2 separate regions of the Mus musculus genome follow, and region 2 is linked to region 1. Evidence: chromatin contacts called from public HiChIP or PLAC-seq data. All regions are on one chromosome and are shown on one strand. Each heading gives the region's core, a stretch centred on a gene start, on an enhancer-like site or on the middle of the called end of the contact. The rest is flanking DNA. Distances are from core to core; before and after follow the strand shown. Region 1 holds the start of Snx4 (sorting nexin 4). Region 2 overlaps Zfp148 (zinc finger protein 148).

Region 1 (2,675 bases), core at 106-2,605:
GTAGAGGATTTTTTAGGACACTTAAAAGTTCATGTGACAGTGTGTAAACTATGGACTTTGGGTGACAACCTGGCCTCACCGCGTATAACATAAACGAGTCTGGTAAGAAGCGTGGACAAGGCACAAGTCTGAATATGAGAACTGAGTATACGGGAAAATCTCCCCATTTCTCTTTCAATTCTACAGCGACCTTAAAACTGTTCTCAAAAATCAAAGTCTTAGCCGGGCGTGGTGGTGCACGCCTTTAATCCCAGCACTCCTGGGAGGGGAGAGGGCAGATTTCTGAGTTCGAGGCCAGCCTGGTCTACAGAGTGAGTTCCAGGACAGCCAGGGCTATATACAGAGAAACCCTGTCTCGAAAAAACACAAAACAAACAAACAAACAAAAAGTTAAAGTCTTTAACTTATAAGCACACATAAATGGTTTAAGTAGTCAAAACCTCCAACTGCTGAGAAGTTCCTGGTTAGCTCTCTCGAAACTTAGTCCTCTCTAGAGACGCATCAATCATAAAAATGTACGGGTTACCTTAGCATGAATACCTACTGGGGGTGAGGGGGCAACAGCAAAATGGCTGGACAGGGGCTGAGCAACTGAGGGTCAGGGAGTTCAAATACAGGGCGCTAATGAGTTTCCTAAACATTTGTTCATCAGAGTCTACAAATCCGTCACGACCCTTTGGATGGATGCACTCACAGATTGACAACGCGACACTCCCTTAACTCAAAAGGTGAGAAACACCAGTTATCACCGAGGGGCGGGGATTGCAGGAGGAAACATTATAACGACATTACAGCTAAATGGAGAGTTCAACAAATGTTTCTTCCTCTGTCCCTTCTCTTTAACGTGACGCTGATGTCTATTTCCCGACGTGTCCATAGGCCAAGCCCCCCTTACTGCGCACACTCGCCTCTCACCAAGGGTGTAGCCGCCTCCCAGCGACCCCCTCGGCCGGCCGGAAACAGCAGCGAGCCTCTTCAGGGCCAGACCCCGGGGGACGCGCCCACTGACACCGCGGGCCACGCCACCACGGACACGCGTGACAACGCCCACGCGGCGCTCCGGCACGCCGCGCCTGTGAGTCCATTTCCACTCCGCATCGGGTCATCCTCCGGTCTCGGGACCGCACCCACCAGACCCAGCCAGGGCGGCCCGGCCCGGCCCGCTAGGCCCGGCCCCAGACCGGAAGCCTCCGCCGCCCCTCTCCTCACCGTGTCGACCCCTGAGCCGTCTTCTCGGGTGCCCTCGTTCTCCTCACCGACCGCGGCCTCCAGCACAGCGCCAGGGCCACCCAGCGGCTCCAGGGGTCCAGGCTGCAAGAGCTTCTCGGGGTCCGGAGGTGCCTGCTCCATAGCTGTAGTTTGGCACCGCGAGTCCAGTGCGCCTGCGCGGGGCCTTGACTCCAGCCGCCCCGCCCTCTGCTTGTGGTAGCTCCGCCCTGCGCTCTCGGTAGTCCCGCCCCTGCCCACAGAAACTCCTCCTAGGCAGCGGAGACCCCAGAACGCTGGACCACCAGCCAAGACCTGCGACCGAGGGAGGTAGGGGAAAGCTAGGGCGACTACAGAGGGTTGGCTACAAAACTGGTAATCTGGGAGAGCCGGTAAAGACATAAAGAAACTAAAGTGAAGTGAACTCAAGAAGTGCAGAAGCCACTCAGATTGGCGATCCCCTCAAGTAATTGTGTCATTAAAAAGAAAGGGAGATTGTCTTGTGACCATCGCCCTTACCTTGCATTCACAATTCCGTTTCCCCTCGCAAAGACCAGAGCAGCATCAATTATTAACTTTTAGAGAGTTGAGTAACGCATTCAGCAAAAGATAACGCCTAAAGATTTGAGAGGTAAGATGGCTGAAGCAGGCTGGAGAGCGCCATTGTTAAGTAAGTGTTTAAACTTTAGACGCTAAAGCAATTTAATTTTCTACAAGTCTCTTGTAATTTCCTGAACCTACCCCTTGGCAAGATTCCCTGTGGTGACCTGAAGAGAAATGTTCACTGACTGTAGCCTAAATATGGGACCTTTGGGTTGGTATTTTTGTACAAAACCTGGTCTCGGACCAAAACTGATTCTTGCCAAACATCCTTTTCCGGGTTGTGAAGCACAATTTCTTCCTCCTGGAGTTTTCTCCCTGGCTTGGTGGCAAAGTTCCATTCATGCTCAAAGCACTTTCTCTTGTTATTTTACAATAATTTGTTCTAAATCCAGCTTCCTCCAGCTAGACTCTAGACTTCTTTAATGCAGGGACCCCTTCTCCTATCCTTTCCCTGTTCCTTCCTTACAGAGCCTGGACTATTTATGTATTTAGGTATTTTATTGTTCGCCAGGGATTAGTTAGGTCCGGCAAACCCCCAGAAAACATGTTTTTAAATCAGAAGACTTTTTTTTTTTTTTTCCGAGACAGGGTTTCTCTGTGTAGCCCTGGCTGTCCTGGAGCTCACTCTGTAGATCACCAGGCTGGCCTCGAACTCAGAAATCTGCCTGCCTCTGCCTCCCGAGTGCTGGGACTAAAGGCGTGCACCACCACCACCCGGCAGAAGACTATTTTATTAATCACACAAGGATAGATTTGTTCTCATTATCTTGTGATCTTTTCCCAGTTTCTGAGATCTCAGAAAACTAGATCCTAAAGCCGGCAGGATGTTCGTTGTGAGCTGACCAGTGGGTGACAACGAGGAAATG
Region 2 (2,675 bases), core at 48-2,547, 150 kb before region 1:
ACTTCTTGAGAACTGAAGCAAAGGACTACAGACCTTGGCACCAGAGGTGTGCTACCCTCCATGAATGAAAATAAATCAGATCTGATACCCAAATTAAAGACCTTGTCAAGATGACATTTCTAAGATCATTTTTAAAAGCAGTCTACTCTGCTTATAGACTTAAAGAAAGTATCCGTAAAGCTCATCTAACAAAAGTCTTAAATAGACAGGTGGTGACTTGCACCTTTAAGCCAGGCGTTCAGGTGAGTCTCTAAGAGTTCAAGGTCAGCTTGGTCTATAAGTTCCAGGGCTACATAGAGAAACCCAGTCTCCAAAAACAAAAACAAAACAAACAAAAGGTCTTAAGTAGAAACTATTCTATAAAGAATTCTCAAAACTCAATAGCAAATAAGCAAATTATCCTGATGCAACAAAAGATATCAAGCATTTCACACACACACACACAAAAAATCTGAAGAGAATAAAAACATAAAAAGATGATTAAAACCATTAGCCATCACAGCAAGTAACTAAATACACACTTAGCACACAACTCAGCAATTTTGCCATTGAACACCTATTTCAGAAAAGGGGGGAGCTTTTATTTACATAAAATCCTCATATTTTGGGGGCTGGGGAGATGGCTCAGCGGTTAAGAGCACTGACTGCTCTTCCAAAGGTCCTGAATTCAAATCCCAGCAACCACATGGTGGCTCACAACCATCCTTAACGAGATCTGACTCCCTCTTCTGATGTGTTTGAAGACAGCTACAGTGTACTTACATATAATAAATAAATCTTTTTTTAAGAAAATCCTCATATTGCCTGTACAAATTTGCACTAGCCCTTGGTTTACAATGGAAAACACTAAACATCCCTCAGGGCTCAGGGATGGCTCAGTAGATAAGGGCACTGGCTCTGTAAACACAAAGACCTGAGTTCAAATCTCCAGAGTTCACATAAAAAGCCAGGTGTTCTGTAATCCGGGCCCTGTGAGGGGTGAAGAAAGGACTGCAGGCCGCTAGCCTTGCTGCAGGTTCAGCAGGAGACCCTGTCTCACTGAAATGGGACAAAGAGCAACAAGAATGCTAGTCCTCCCTCTGGCCTCAGCACGGACACACACACACATACACCACAAACAAGCTCTCACTGGGGAAAGGTTACACCAAGTGTCTTTCTTTAACTTACACTACATACCAAGGAAATGGAACCCACAGAGCTAGGGGGGCAGGATGCCAGGAGTCAGGGAGCCACATTGTGAAGGGACAATCTTAGGGTGTGGCAAGAGGGGTGGCCTTTGTTGTGACTCAAGTTTTATATCTTCAATGTAGTGACTACATACCTTTCTACATGAGAAAAAACGGCACAAAATTATACATACACAAGCAGTGTAGGTCTAAAAAAATTTTAAACAAACAAATAAAACTACAAACTTAGTATTCTTATTAAGGGGAAAGTCCCACTGTCGATTTCTGGGTTTGGTAACTTACATCATGAAGGAAGCACAGCAGTCTTTCTGGTTTTGTTTTATTTTTGAGACAGAGTCTGATTTTGTAGCCCTACCTGGCCTGGATATTACTATATAAACGAGGCTGCCCTCAAAGTCAGAGAAATATGTTTGTTTTCCTGCCGGCTGGAATTACAGGTGTGAACCACCACACCCTGTTGCATAGCCACTTCCTATAATTTTTTCAAAATAAAGTTATCCTAAAAATAGCAAGAGTTGTGGGGCCAGCAGGTTTGGCAAGTAAAATGCACTTGCTGCCAACCCTAGGGGCCTGAGACTTTGCTCCTCGGAACCCACATGGTAGGTAGAGGGCAAGATTGAACTCCTACAAGCTGTCATTTGACCTCAACAGGTAAGCCAGGGCAATGGGTGCATGCACGCATGGACATAGACAGACAGATATACACACACATACATTCTCTCCCTCTACCCTCTTCTCTTTCAAGTAAATAAACAAAATACTGAGAGGAAAGGTAGGAGATGAGTCAGCAGTTAAGTGTTTGCTACAAAGCCCACGAGAGCTGGAGTTCAGATCCCAGCATCTATGTAATAACACAAATGCCTGCCAACTCCAGCTCTAAAGGGTCTGACACAGTCTTCCAGCCTCTGCTCACACACAAGCATGTGCACATACTCCCAAGATGCACATATGCACACAAGTAAAGAAAATCTTAAAGAAATACATAAGGAAGAGGCAGGAAACAGAATAGGTGGAAGTCTAGATGAAACAAGAATGGCCAACAACTGCTAATTGTAGAGTTTCTAAGACTTTGCTTTCTTTCCTCTATTTAAATTTGTCTACAACATTAATAAAAATGTAAGAAAGCCATTTCATCTATAAACCAAAGTATTAACAAGAGTTTCTCTTGTTTTTCTTTGCTAACATGCATTTCAATTCTGAAAAATCAACGTGATTCTATAGAATGATTTCTGGGCTCAGTGGGTAAAGGCATTTCCTGTAAACCCCAACAGCCTAAACTCAACCCCTTCTAACCAGGCAGGAGAGGACTGACTCCACAAAGCTGTCCTCAGACCCCACACACACATCATGTACATTTACACAATAATTAAACTTTAAAAATAAAGAAATACAAAATGATTTTCAGCAGGCTTAGCTAATAACTTGTATTTTGCCCTTTTACTCTCTGTGCGTGCGTGTAAGTGTGTTTGGTTTGGTTTGGTTTGGTTT

Evidence for each region. HiChIP or PLAC-seq counts read pairs in DNA pulled down with a chosen protein or histone mark.
Region 2: a contact with region 1 is called in an HNF4G HiChIP or PLAC-seq map of pancreatic cancer cells. The contact joins the enhancer-like site here to the promoter of Snx4 in region 1. A contact is called at or near these places in 1 of 39 promoter capture datasets (macrophages), 1 of 484 Hi-C or Micro-C datasets (LSK cells), 4 of 115 datasets of contacts at active chromatin or transcription factors (effector CD8 T cells, extraembryonic endoderm stem cells, memory CD8 T cells and 1 more) and 1 of 9 other capture datasets (adipose tissue).

Annotation. Positions count from the first base shown.
Region 1 is chr16:33,250,136-33,252,810 of GRCm38.p6, reverse strand. It overlaps Snx4 (sorting nexin 4), which reads right to left and starts at 1,355. Exons shown (of 14, transcript NM_080557.2): 1 at 1,210-1,355. The coding sequence starts at 1,350.
Region 2 is chr16:33,402,778-33,405,452 of GRCm38.p6, reverse strand. The region is part of intron 1 of Zfp148 (zinc finger protein 148); the gene reads right to left. Among named protein-coding and RNA genes, the nearest start is that of Zfp148, 23 kb to the right of the region's middle. Within about 2 kb of position 1,297, at least 21 of the 459 cell types and tissues checked have an H3K27ac peak or open chromatin away from gene starts, as enhancers often do. A contact at or near this core is called in memory CD8 T cells and pancreatic cancer cells, where this site is marked.